Linked DNA regions of Bicyclus anynana: region 2 is linked to region 1. A link is a contact called in public Hi-C data. All regions are on one chromosome and are shown on one strand. Each heading gives the region's core, a stretch centred on a gene start, on an enhancer-like site or on the middle of the called end of the contact. The rest is flanking DNA. Distances are from core to core; before and after follow the strand shown. Region 1 overlaps LOC112045111. Region 2 overlaps LOC112045111.

Region 1 (7,355 bases), core at 2,507-5,006:
TATGCAAGATATTTTAAATAAAAAAAATATTATAAAAGAAATATTATACTTTATAACTATATTTTTTGATTAAATAATGTTACTTAATCATTTAATACATAGAATATATGTTAACTTTCTCATGCATAATTAAAATATGTGTATGCTATTACATTTTGTTCTTAAAGAATTTGCCGTCTGAATTTGTAGCAGTATTTACAAACAGACAAATTTTACAGAATTTGATTTGATTAGTATATTTATATTATATCCTATCAATATCAACAGTATTTTCTTATACAACGTACGACTATAATATTCAGGCAAAGGCATTTTCCCGATATCTCTACAACTTCTTTAATTCTAATTTCTTCGCGCTAGCTACAATCAGGGGCTACCTTATCAGCAATGACAAAAGAAACAATATATTTTCTTTCAAGGTTTTCAGCATGCCCCTAAAAGTTGGAAACACCCAAAATAAGTTAAGTCACTGTTATGTTTATTACCCGACTGCAAGAAGGGTTATTTTAAGCCAGCATTTTTGTCAGAAATGTTTACCCTTCATTTGTACCCTTGTACCTATAGAATATATATTACGCCCCCCAACTAATTTTAATACAGGGCACGCTAAGCCTCTGGCCACAATATAACAATGTCGCAGATATGATAATAAATCAATATGCGTGTTATAGATGGAATCAAAATATCTAGTAATTAATTAGGGCGGGGTAGTTCGTATTACAATAGATTACTCAATCAAATAACACAAATAAAGGCCCAACTTTAAGTAGGCCGTACTACTAATCCATTGATATATCGACGGAATGTCACGTTCACGTAGGCTTTTAGGCCATTGTGCTATTATGTATTATTCGAGGTTCTACTTAAATATTTATGCTAATGAATACCATTTAGAAGTATTAAATTAGGTTAAATATATGGTGGATACCCCGAAGTACTAAATCATAATTTGGGCTTTTAATCATAATAACGGTTAGAAGCACGTGTTACAGATTAAAAAAACAATGAGATATATTTAATGATAGGTTTACGATCATTGTTAAATTTTTAATTTCTTGGAATAAGTACATTTGGGCTAAAGGATATTTTTATGGTGGCGAAATATAGAAAATTTACTTTATTATTAAACATCCTTATCATTCTTGTTTTGTAAATATAATGGTTAAATTAATTCTCGAGTTAGATGTGAACCATGTGGATGTTTATTTTAATAATACTCAGCTTTATTTAGAGTTATCATTATTTGTTTTCTTTGAATTTTAAATTAATTAGTTCAATCAAATCTAAAATTTCGTATTGTAAAAAAAATGTTTTGTCTTGTAGATTTGTCTTTGACCAACGAAACCTGTTATACTTGTCAAGTTAATCCTCCCCAACTTAGATAGTTCGCACTTTAAGTTCGCAATTTCGCCTTTCCGATGGGGTCAACGTTTCTCGGCCCGTCAACAAATCCGTCGACGAGAATAACCCGTTACACTGCATCGCCTTCCAGCGGATTTCACTTGCGAACGTTGCCTGCTAGACCATTAGACCATTTTATACCTCCGCCACGGGCTTTATGGCCAATCAACGGTGCAGTTCCAATTCTTGAGCCAATATTAGCGATAAATCTTACAACATGCATTAAAGAAGTTCCCAATATAAATGCAAAGTCGGGAAGGAATTACGTTATTCAAATCTGCATCGCTTTGTTGCCGCATTATTTATTGACTTCGCTCTTTTGAATTGTAAATATGAAACAATCAATTTCATCGTGCAGCTTTCTAAGTCTTTCGTTTAGTTTTGTTTAGTAACTGAACTTTTAACTTTACTACCATTTTCGAATATTACAAAATGAATGCTAAGTAAATGATGACAGGCATGTGTGTTTTCGACAAAATGGTGTTGTCAGACGTTGATCTTTTATCTCAATTACACTTAGATAAGAGTTGGTATGACACAGACAAATTGATAATCTACTGTTACACTCCTTTAAGAGCAGATCAACTAAATTACATCTACTATCTACCTCAACTTTACTTATCTCTAAGTGTTGAATTTTTGGTAAGAATTGGTCAACTCTCAGAGAGTTATTAATAAAGTGTTGTTCTGTTAAATTTAATGTCACGCTATTAAATATTGAAGGCCTACAAACTGCCTACAAATACAATGTTCTATAACCTCTCTCTAGATCTCACAATTACTTTTTGCGTGTTGAACTACATGGTCAGTCATGTAGTGAAAGGTAGGCATAGAACTTTGATTACAGTTTGATTCCGACGTAACCGTTCGTTGATAATCAAGTTATTGGTATGGTATAAACATATCAAATCAGTTCTTGGACTTTTATTTTTTTTTTTATTTTATTGGTAACACTTAACAATTATTGAACAAATCTATACTCTCGCCAAACTGTAAAGGCAGTTTGTTGGCGAGTTGACGCTCATTATTCTAATGATTATGTTAAAGTAATTGCTAAATCTAATTTTAATAAGATGGTGATAAGGTGGATTTGGTTGGCATCAAAGGGCTTTGGTAGGTAAGCTATCAAAAACAAGAATTGTTTTGATATGTTTAGATCTAATCAAATGTAAAATGTATATTTTTAACGTGTTATTCAAGTTTGCCAGTAGTTGAGTAATATAACTTTCTTATAGGTTATTGTTCTATTGTGTTGACTCGCCTTTTGTATAGATTTGTTTGAAAAAGTCATTGATTCCTCTCATTCGATTTCTTATGCCGATTCGATTTGTGGTAAGATAAATACAAGAGATTTTATAAGATCAGCCACAAGTTATAGGGAGTTATACATATATAGATAATTCCTACTCAAAATAAACAACAAAAATAAATAAAGTCGTAAGGACTAACTTGGCAACTGATTATAATAGACTAGCTGACGCCGCGCGGTTTCACCCGCTTGGTTCTCGTTCACATAAAAATACGGGGATATTATATAGCCTATAGCCTTCCTCGACAAATGGGCTATCTAACACTGAAAGAATTTTTCAAATCGGACCAGTAGTTTCTGAGATTCAAGCAACAAACAAACTCTTCGGTTTGTAATATTAGTATAGATATCAGATAAATACAATAGGTTTGGTTAAACAAGGTATACGAAAATTAACGAACGCATTTCAAAATATGTTGATCCAGCTGTTTTAATAGTAATGAAGGATTTTCGATGCAAAATATCTTTCGTCTCGTTTCTTTAACTCTTTATAAGTAAGTAGTATATGCATTTAACTGTTTACTTCTTGTTAGTCACTAATTTAATTTAACCACTGTGCTGACAATTTTTACGTAACGGTCATGTCTGTCTATTTTTACAACGGCTGGAATTCATTAAAAGGTAACCGTCGCGAGCATAATTTGCTTACATGACAAATTAAGTCACGTCAGTTGCAATGCAGTTTAATTTAATTTAAAATTATAGAAAAGTAAATTAGAGGGATAGAAAAACTTTACGGTTTAAAAAAAAATAAAAACTAAAATTATGACACCACACAAAAACAGGTAGGTACGTAGATACATGAAAGTAAACCGTTCACATTCGTGCAGCGTTCGTATCTCGTCATGTATTGAACTGTAGTTTTTAGCACTTCACTGGCATAGGTCACATTTTCCTTTGATAAAAATGCGGTATGCGGTTAACCTTAGGGACGGAGGGGAACCATTGATTTTTCGTGTTGTGACGTCACGCGCGACAGTCTAGCGCATACGGCGCGCGCCGGCTCGCGTCTCACCGGCGACTGGCAACGTTAACGTTCCGACTCGACTACTCGACTAGTTCGACTACAGTAACAACAGCCGACAGGAGGAAATGCCAGTTGCCATGCGGTCCTCCTCGTGTCACTCCGACGACCTTTTGCATTGATTTATACACGCAGCTGATTAGGAAAACAACAGTGTGCATCGACAGATCAATTTTGCAATGCAACTGCATTTGAATACACTTCTGTAGTACTTTATACCTACGCAAAGTGTTTTACTGTATTCGTCGCGACTCTGTCCGCGTAAATATAGGTTTTAAGGAAAACTTATTTGATAGGCGAAAGTGCCTGTCGCAGTTTTCCTTAAAACCTAGAATGAGGAAAAACAACACACCATAACGCTCAGATACATCATAATTAATTATTGTAATACCTAGAAGTTTTCATTTCAGACGCGTAGACTGACAATTTTTGGAATAGCTTTTAGACTCTCCCAGAATTCTAGTTTATTAATTTTTGTCTGTCGGTTTGTTCTGTCTAATCTCTTAATAGTTGAACTGATTTTGACGGGATATTTATACTATCAGATACAAGCAGATAGCTGATACGAGTACATACATTATAATTTTGTTTTTATTCCCGCGGACTTAATTTTTCATGTTGCTTACTCTTAAAATTCTGAGATAAATATAAATTTTTGATTTTCCGCCATTAGGGGCCTCTCAACTCTTTAGGGGTTAAAAATTTGCCTAAAAATATAAATCAGCCGAGTACAAGTTATATTTTTGACAAACGGTATAGGTTATTGATGGTCGAATAAATATTTTAAATAGTTTAAAATTTTCACCTCGTATGGTGTTAAGTAGGGGTTAATTTCTTTTGTGCCAGTTTAAAAAATAAAACAGAATACCATATTATTTTTGTATTATTACATATTGGATTGAATTTTGTCTGTTTTTATAAATTAGTTAGTAATTATATTAGATTTTCGTTTTAATGATTAGTTGAAATGCAAAAAATTATCAGAGACATTCCTACTTCATTCTAGTAGCCTAATCTACTATAATTAATTAATTAAAAAATCTGGGGCTAAATCGTACAGTTATCTATACTAATATTATAAAGAAATTATAACTGAACCGATTTTGAAAATTCTTTTATTAGTAGAAAGCCACGTATTCCCGCGGGAACGAGAACCACATTATGTATTTTTATGTAGTATTTTTATGTAGGTAACGATAAATGCCTTAAATTATTTATTGGTCCTTATTCTATATTATGGATGTAGCCAAAATTTCTAAAGCGGGGCTTAAGAATTCAATTTCATAATACCTTTCATTAAAAAAACACAAATAAACTTAATTAAACGAAATAGGAATCATAGTGGTTACGTACCTAGTTGAAATTGATAATATAGATAGCAAAGTTTATCTTCACAGCTTTACTATTGTCTTTTACAAGGCGTTACAGAGACAGAATATTTTAATGATTGCCAAATCAATTTAAATAATATGTAAAATATATAGATATTTATATGCCATCAACAAATAATTAAATATTTCAAAATGATGAAGAACCACACTGGTTATGTATTCGAATCTAATACAAATACAACTAGCAAGATTTATCCTTAGAGTATTTGCTATTATCTTTTTACCAGGCGTTAGAGTCAGCGAATATTATGAAACTTGCCAACTCGATTTAAATAATATTATGTAAGAGATATGCCACCAACAATGAGTTATTGAAAAATAATGAAGAACTATACGCGTAATAGTGATGTAGAATGAGAACTTAAAACTACCAGGTAACGATGTTTGTCCCTAGAGCAATTGCTATCGGATTTTAATAGGCGTTAGACAAATTTTCTGAAGCATGCAAACTCAATTAAAATAAATATACGATACGATTATAATGATTAAATCTAATATACATATACATTCATTTGTTAAGTTTTTTTTTGTTAAATAAAAATACTTAAATTAAGACGATTTAAAAACACAGCTAAAGTAGCTAAAGAAGATATGCACAATCCAATTTATCTATTATTTTATTTATTTATTAATATCTATTTACCAAGACATGAACAGAAAATGATTTATGATCCTTGTGACCTGTTTGACATGTGGAATTGGGTTTATTAACCATTCCAGTTAGACGTAGTTTTATAGGCTTAAGATTTGACTTCGTGCATATTACGAGTTGTTTAACTGCTATAGACCTAAGTTTAAACTAAGCATACCTATTTTGTATTGAGTTTTTTTTCCCTTTTAATAAAAAATATTATTATATTATTAAGGTCGAATGTTGTTACTTAATATAGTTTCACATTCTAACTGCTGTAAACATAAAAGCTCAAACGTAAAGTCATTCTAATACCTGTAATTATTCTACGAAACCTATATCCACGTAGTACCTTCCGTCCTACCTATGTAATTTAATACTATATTTCCTTATGCATATAGTTATTATGGACTAGGTAATTATACCTATGTTAAGAGAAACTAAAGCTTTTTGCTCATACCAACGTAAATAATTAAAATATATAATTGAGATAGCTTGGGCTTGGTGGCTTTGGTTCAGGATAAATAAAACAGTGATTTAACATATGCAGGATGTTTCCAACTTTTGGGCGCACCCTTTACCCGGAAAAACTTATATTTTTTACTTTTGTCATTTCTGAAGTGAAAGTCTATAGGCAGTTTTATATTAGGTATATATTTTGTTTCCAAAAAGAACCAGATTAAGTTCTCACCCAATCTCAAACTCACAATCTCTCTGTACTTATTACATTTTACAAATATTTTTGGCCCCTGTAGGCCCCGTAACATTGATACGGCTGATACGGCGGTAGCTATGCCTCTGCGTGATATACCCAAGACTACAACTTCAAGTAACATCAAGTGAAATAGTAGTCCAGCCAGACGTAGACCCTATCTCGTTCATAGACAAAAATATAACATTAAAACTAAAACTCACTGAGTAAAGGGAAGCGACTGGATGTATGTTTCCCAAGAGGAGTGCTGGAAGCGCTGATGTCACTTTGAGAACTGTGCAAACTGCTTTTGCCACTGCCGTTGGCAGAGCCCAGGTCCATCCGCATGCGCATATGGCGACTGCAAATATAAGGCTCATTTATGACATACATATTGAAATAAAAAATGGCTTATCTTTAATTATAATAATTAATTGACGGAAAAATCACGAAGTCCTGGTAATAGGGATGATGACAAGGTTTCAATATATTGATTTAAATGAGACAATCGGGTAATTAAGGTTAATGTTAACTATATAATACGTACAAACCTAAGTTTGTCTATATATTTATAAATTAAATAAGATTTATAAATGTGACCATTTTAATGATATAAAGTATAAACATAAACGCTCAAATGACAAAGATATTTGTAATTTCGTTTGAACGTCCATACAAAATTAACGATTTCGCTCAGCAATGTCGTCATTCTTTCGTGCCATTTATGCGTTTCATAGCTATCCATGGCAGCGCCGCAACATTGTCACTTAAAATTCTTGTTCCTCCGAAAATAATGACCGCAGATACACTTCTACAAAATTGCTTTACTATTAGCATACGCTTAACTTATAATACAATTTAAAAAAAACTGTCATCATCCCTATTGGCAAACCATGACCTTTAAACAT
Region 2 (7,355 bases), core at 3,439-5,938, 38 kb before region 1:
ATTTTAAGTTTATCAAATTTTGTTATTTCCGCTTCATTACTTGAACGATTGGAAAGTGCAGTGTTAGAAAGAGGGTTGCAGGGAGCCGCTGGATGCTGACCGTTCTGTTTTGAACTCCATGCAAGAGTCATATATCCAGCAGTGGACGTCCATCGCCTATCAATGATGATGATATTGACTTGAAAGATTTACCGCTACATAATTTTAGCGTGTACCTTCTTAGACTAGGCAGGAGTATATCTACAATTAGGTATACCATCAGGTGACATCATAGTCAAAAGCGAGTCAATGTTGCATTAAAAAAAAACATATAAGTTGTCTCAATTTCAAGTTAAAGTGAGTTGATCTCTGTTTAATGTAAAATGAGTCCGGTTGGTTCACCGTCGAGGCTCTATAGTATTTTTTTTTTTTTTAATTTTGCCACATATTTATATGCAGCACATATGAGAACTAGACTATAGCGGCTCATCCTTGTAATCATCTCCTCTCGTCGTTAATTGTTCCTTTCAAAAGCTGCGAGCCGAAAACACAAAACCTGTCATTAACATAATACGAAATTCAATTGTCTTTGAAGTTGAGGCCTAATCTGATTTTCATTATCCCACACTGAACATTAATAAATACTAAAACAATGGTACATTGCGAATGAGTTATTTTATGGAGCAAATTGCGAAATTTTGTGTTTTTCAGTTCACACGTACAGAGTCTAAGTACTTGCCTATTTTATTGTCGTCGTAAATAACAATAAAATCTCAAATTACAACGTGTAGTATGTAAACTGATGCCTGACGATCTATGCATCTATAGTACAAGTAGATACTGTAATATTATAAGCATTTGCATTCATGTCTTAACAAATATAGTAGGTATCCTTTGATCAACCCATATACGGCTCACTGCTGAGCTCGAGTCTCCTCTCAGAATGAGAGGGTTTAGGCCAATAGTCCACCACGCTGGCCCAATGCGGATTGGCAGACTTCACACACGCAGAGAATTAAGAAATTTTCTGGTGTGCAGGTTTCCTCACGATGTTCTCCTTCACCGTTAGAGACACGTGATATTTAATTTCTTAAAATGCACATAACTGAAAAGTTGGAGGTGCATGCCCCGGACCGGATTCGAACCCACACCCTCTGGAATATGGGTATATGGGTATATGGGTTATAACGATCCTTTGATATTTAAGAATGGAATAACTTTTTTTTTTCTCTAACGTATTCTTTTATCATAGAAGTTAAAATACACAGAAAAATAACAGATATTCTAAAATTAAACTTTACCTACCAAAAGATCAACCAAATCCAAAAAGATATACTTATAGATGCAATATAAAGACAGTTTATATTAATATGTCCTCAGATGTCAATTCACAAATGATAAAGAATATGATAAAGCCTGAACCACCGTTGTTACTGTAAATTACTGTAAAAAATCAGAAAGTATAAAAAATATGCAGTTACCGTTAAATGGTCGCCATCAAAGAAACGTTACAAGTAATCATGTATATAATATAGATGGATATGTATCAAAAATTAGCCAATACTTAAACCTATACTTTGCATTTTGGTTAACATCATATTTGTTAACTTTATCTAGTTTCGAAATATCAAAAATTTCATAATTACAGCTAACTTCTAAAATTTCAAGACAAATTACGTCAGTCCCTCCACCAACCATCTACCAGTGTGATTACATCGTAACTTAACTGCTAAGCTGGTTGTAAATCTTTGCTTGTTCCGTAATTAGAATAATTAGGAATAGACGCCACTCAGTTTTTTCAAATGACTTTATTAGTTGTGATGTTATTATTTACTTTTTAATTAAGTAGGTAAATTTTTGTGTTTTTGGAGTCGGATTGATTTTTTTACTGGAGAAAGGTAGTTTGGAGAGTATATGCCAGAACTCCACCATCTATTTCCACTACTTTTTCTCCTTTTCTGCCACAAAATCACGTTTCTAATTCCTATAGCAAAAGTGCGTGGCATGCCTTTTTGGAGTCTAATTCCTACAAACACACCTTAACCTAAACCTAAACACACCAACACACACAAACACCTACAAACGCTAAAAGTAAAAGTGAAAAGCGCAATTCTTTAAAAAAAGTTAATGCTCGACAGTTAAAGATCTGACCCAAACATCGAACCCAACCCAAAAAGAGGTTTATGGGATTCGATCTCCACTATATTCGATGGTTAAAAAGACATTGAAAAAAAATAGTAAATAATATTAAAAAAGTATTTCATGGTAAGTTACCTGTTTCTTTGGCCCGATATCCGATCAGAGTGCCCCATTGGTTTTTCAAATCTTCAATCTCTGTACGTATATTGATCTCACTGGAGAATACTTTCTGCTGACCGAGCAGATTTTTCCGTCCGCTCTTAGAATCCGGTTGAAAGAACGAAACGATTTTGTGCAGTTTGCTCATCGTGAGAGAACTTGCAAGGCGATTTTTTAGCACGGTTTTACTCACGGCAAACTAACGGGCATAGTCACAGTTGGATTAGTTCGGTTGGAGTTGAATAACCGCACGCATTTGAAGAGTTTGATAACGCTGGGTTTTTTAACACTGTCACTGTAAACGGAGTACGAGTACGAAGGCAGAGGCGGTGTTTTTTGTGTTGGCTGTTCGGATGCGCGAGCTACAGTGTCGTGTCGCCCCTTCGTCTGTTGCACACTTTCTTCATGCAGTTCAAGGAACTTTCGTTGGATGCCGCTCACCCCCAATATAGTGACGAAGGGGTTTTGCAAGGCAAAAAAATCAGCAGTAGTCAAGTGCGGTTGTGTGGTTGTTATTAACTAAGGTTTAACTTTTATGTTTTTATTTATCTATTTATCTTAATATACAGGTTGTTCTGTATAATGGATAAAACGCAAACGTAGATAAACCACCTAATTATCTTGAAAAAAAATTAATAGTTTTGAGAAATCCCTTTTGACCAAGTTATATTTATTTTCGGATTTTTCAAAATCAGTTTTTGCAGCGTATCTGATGTAAATAAGGTTTTAAAGATCTGATTTTCGTTAAATAATAATGTTTTATTTGTTTGGTAAGAAGCTTTCAATGCAATAGTTGTTTTCCTGTCATTAAGATGACCGGATTTAAAAAAACATCCTGTAAAAAACATGAATAAATTTTAATAATTTATACATTTATCGAGGTTTGTAAATTGGTATAAAACTTGTATCTACTCTTTGTAGTCACAAAGTTGCTGGTAAAAATGTATGGAAAATGCTTATATTTTTATTCGCGAAAAATAAAGTTCTATATTTTTAAGAACCTACATACTTTATTTTAAAACTGCAGTTGGTCTAAATCCGTAACTGTCGTAAGAAGCAGGTAGAACTTTAGTTACGAGAGTATGTTTTATAGATTGGTTCCCTTTTTCTCTCCAACTTAGCTATTCCTGAAATAGGTAGGTACCTAACCTGCCCAACTAAATTGACATTTTGAATCTTTATTTTTAACTGAATATTAGTGGCTACAACAGATTTATTATTGCATGTGTGCAAATTGGTTTAGCAGCCACAGTGTATAGGAGGAACAAACATACTTACACACACACACACACAAACTTTCGCCTTTATAATATTAGTGTGATGTGATGTGACGTAAAGTGTGATTATTTGAAAAGGTCAACAGGTAATAATAACAAATTAATGGATCCTAGATACCTTATAACAAACCTTGACAGTCATTCCAACAACCGGTTAGTGCTTATAATTATTTTTATAAGTATTATATTTTACTTGTAAAGCAAACATGACAAGATCGATTTCAAGTGGAAATCTATGTTAAAGGAAGTAGGGCGTGACCGGTAACGCGAGTACTTTGTAAAGGATAAACGAAGCATGAGGTTTCAAATCAGAAGGTAAAATACCCATTAACTTCCGCTTCGTTTGATGCCTACTAATGAAGCTCCAAACAAGCAAGAACAGTATAATATTGTGTTTGTATACTATGAGACCTCCAACTTTTCAGTTATATGCATTTTAAGAATTTAAATATCACGTGTCTCAAACGGTGAAGGAAACACATCGTGAGGAAACCTGCATAACTGAGAATTTTCTTAATTCTCTACGAGTGTGAAGTTTGCCAATCCGCATTGGACCAGTGTGCTTGACTAATGCCTAATCCATTCTGAGAGGAGACTCGTGCTCAATAGTGAGCCGAATATGGTTTGTTAATGATGATATTAATAAAACAAAGTAGTGGACAAACATTCATTGATGCTTGAAAAAAGCGTTATAGATGAGTATAACGCGTTATAGATGAGTAGTACCTTAGAACTTTTCAAAATGTAGTATATTTAAATCTACAATATACTCATTTAATGCACATAATATTATTTCTTTTAGTTTAAACTTACACCAATTTTTTTTTAAACATTGCCTATATTTACTGCAGACCGCAATGCGTATTGCAGTCACGTAGGAAAGAGCGATGCATCCGCTCAATTTCTATTAACTATCAAATTAGCTACAATGTAGTGTTATTTGTTGCAACTCAGTTGCCAATGTTATAGGAATCTTAATTAATAGCTACTGAACAGATTATAAATAATATTATATTATAAACAAAAAAAAAACTACATCTTGTTAAAACGAAAACTATCAACTTATAAATTGTAGTCCACTGTCCACTCCACAGTTCCGCACTGAACTTAATCCATTCAGCGCCATCTAACGACCGTTGGTTTAACTACGCCGGAAACGCTATGAGGCAGCATTGTACTGTTTACTTATACCGCTAGATGGCATTACTAGTACAATTTTTTTTCACAGTCGCAATGAATCAATTTTCAATTCAAAGATTACAATGTATTATTTGTTTCAATTCACTGCTACAATCTACATACATGAGAAATCTATAATAGCACCGAATAGAACTAACAATCATCATTATAATGGATAGATATGTCACGTTGAATGTCCCCTGCAATAACTTTCTACATAATACAAAATGTAAACAAATTCTTTTATTTATTATGGTTTGAAAGGAGTGCTATGGTGCTAACATGCGACCAAAGATGTAGTATCTCGTGCACAGAAATAGACAAAATGTCTACCAAGGGCGGCATAGAAGCCCTTAGCTTTAGCGTTTTCTATATTCTGTGGTAGTACCAGTCCCATCTTCGTTCGGTTGACTTTTGTCTATTGCTCTTCAGGATATTCGTCGCTTGGTCGCATGTCTTGGCGATAGGTGTTACTGGACTTTATCAACTGACCTTTAGTGGTAGCAAGGGTGTTGGGTCTCTGTGCTGGCACTCTGAGAGGAGGTGGTTTTCTAGGAGAAGGTGGCGGGGCGAGCGAGTTGCGCGCACGCACTGCCACTGGTGACGATGACAGCTTTTGGACCACGCCATTTTTCTTGACTGAAAATTTCATATAATCGTTAGTTACTTGATTAAAATTTTCCTTCTTTTAACTATTTAATAATACTTATTTAAGTGCTTGCACAAATAAATTAATTTACTGACATATATTTAGGTTAAGGCGGTGCCAATCCAGTGCCATGTTTTAATTAAAGCCGTTTCTGAAAGAACCACAGCAATTTTGTAATTTAAACGGCTTTAAATAAAACACGACACTGAATTGCCACCGCATTCAAACTGATCAGAAGGTAACACATAGATACGATGTTATTTATCGCTTTTTAGTTTAGTGTGTAGGTTATTTTATTGTGTTGGAAGACGGTTGAATTTTTTATTAGGTATAATTTTTTGTTGTATCTACTCTAACTCTTGCCAAGTTAAAACTCTGAATTCTCGTTTAATGTTACTTACAACTTACAAGTAGGCATCGACCACGGACTACCTAGGCAACGAAATACCTACATTGTACGTCTACGGCAGAGTCTACTGTCTATGGACTAGCAGGGTTATTATGTAACTCGGTGTACCATTCAAGTAATAAGTCACTACATCGTTTCTCATCGTATTTTCGGAATTGTGATTGTGAACCATAGTTATTTCAAAGAAATTGACCTTGACTACGTCATTTTACATCAAATGGTAATGATTTTTTTTTGTTTTACAGTCATCTAACATGATTATTTCAACGAAATTACGTAAATAAGGGTTTTTTGTTGAAATAATCTTACCACTTCCTATATTACTGCCACTTTACGTAAAATGAAGATACTTATTTGATTTCATTCAAAATACGATGTTAGATGATTGCATAATCGAAAATATGTTGAAAACGTTGTAGTAACTCATTATTTGAATGGTACACCGAGATACATAATAACCCTGCTGATGATCACTGTCATACGCTCGGCTTTTTAATAAATGAAAACATGTCAAATATTTTGTCCCCGCTCAGCATTTTGTGCGCCGTTTTATTATGAAACGTAAATGCAGTCTATATCTTAAGCGCAGCTTAAGTGCTTAATGTTCTGTGGACTGTGGTATACAGTATATGTCGCTGCAAGTAGATAGGTAGTTCCCACATTACTATGCACACTCTTAAGTTCTTACATTTGCATTTCACCAATGAAACTAATCGAACTAGTTTGTTGACACACTTTGAAAGGACAACCTCTGCACGAGCTATTGTTTGTAGTAGATACGTAATACGTACTTACACGGTTTAATACGAACAGCTAAATTGCACAACGTGACTTGAATAATAAAAGGTGTTTTGCGTTGTAATAAGTACCTAATGATAGGTCGATTCAAATGTAAAACTTCCCCATTCGAGTGGGGCCCTTAATTTATTAGGTACTCGTATATAAAAATAGTTGTGAAGTTTCATTTACCTACCATGTCATTTACCCTATTTATTATTAACACCTGCAGTGAATAACGAATAATATTGTATTTAATTGAACAAGTGACTGAACCCCGTTTTAGGCAATGGGGAAATTCCTTCCTCGATAAATGGGCTATCTAACACCGAAAGATTGAACGCGCTAATCCCATGTATCGAGGAAGGCTATACGGGAACAGGAACCACGCAGGTGGAACCGTGTGGCGTCAGCTAGTGAATTATAATGCGACTTTCCTTTGGTGAAAGAGTTTTTATAATCAATTCAGTAGTTTCGGAGCCTAACCGTAAAAAACATATAGTTAGGTATCTATTACAAGTACAGCAACCCTTATAATAAACGGGGTATGACTCACCGGTCGCGGGCGGGGGTTGCGGCGCCGGGGGCGGGCGGCTGGGGGTGGTGGGCGTCGGGGCGCTCTCCCGCTTCTTCCCATTTCCTGGAACAGAAATATTATAACCGTGAATAATGATGACTCAGACATTACACTTTCAGTTCGGATAATATTAAGAAAATATAGTTAATTTTTCAGTGGCGTAAGTATAATAGCATCAGACGGTCTATTCACTAGCTTTATGTAACTTTA

What was found. A called contact is a pair of places that touch in the nucleus more often than the background predicts.
Region 2: a contact with region 1 is called in a Hi-C map of whole body, with 2.5 times the contacts expected there. The contact joins two enhancer-like sites. A contact is called at or near these places in 2 of 2 Hi-C or Micro-C datasets (whole body and whole larva).

Annotation. Positions count from the first base shown.
Region 1 is chr9:8,597,857-8,605,211 of ilBicAnyn1.1, reverse strand. It overlaps LOC112045111, which reads right to left. Exons shown (of 12, transcript XM_024081192.2): 3 at 6,672-6,808. Among protein-coding and RNA genes, the nearest start is that of LOC112045111, 27 kb to the right of the region's middle. Within about 2 kb of position 3,756, at least 8 of the 8 cell types and tissues checked have open chromatin away from gene starts, as enhancers often do.
Region 2 is chr9:8,636,689-8,644,043 of ilBicAnyn1.1, reverse strand. It overlaps LOC112045111, which reads right to left. Exons shown (of 12, transcript XM_024081192.2): 4 at 7,125-7,208; 5 at 5,226-5,372. Among protein-coding and RNA genes, the nearest start is that of LOC128198373, 31 kb to the left of the region's middle. Within about 2 kb of position 4,688, at least 8 of the 8 cell types and tissues checked have open chromatin away from gene starts, as enhancers often do.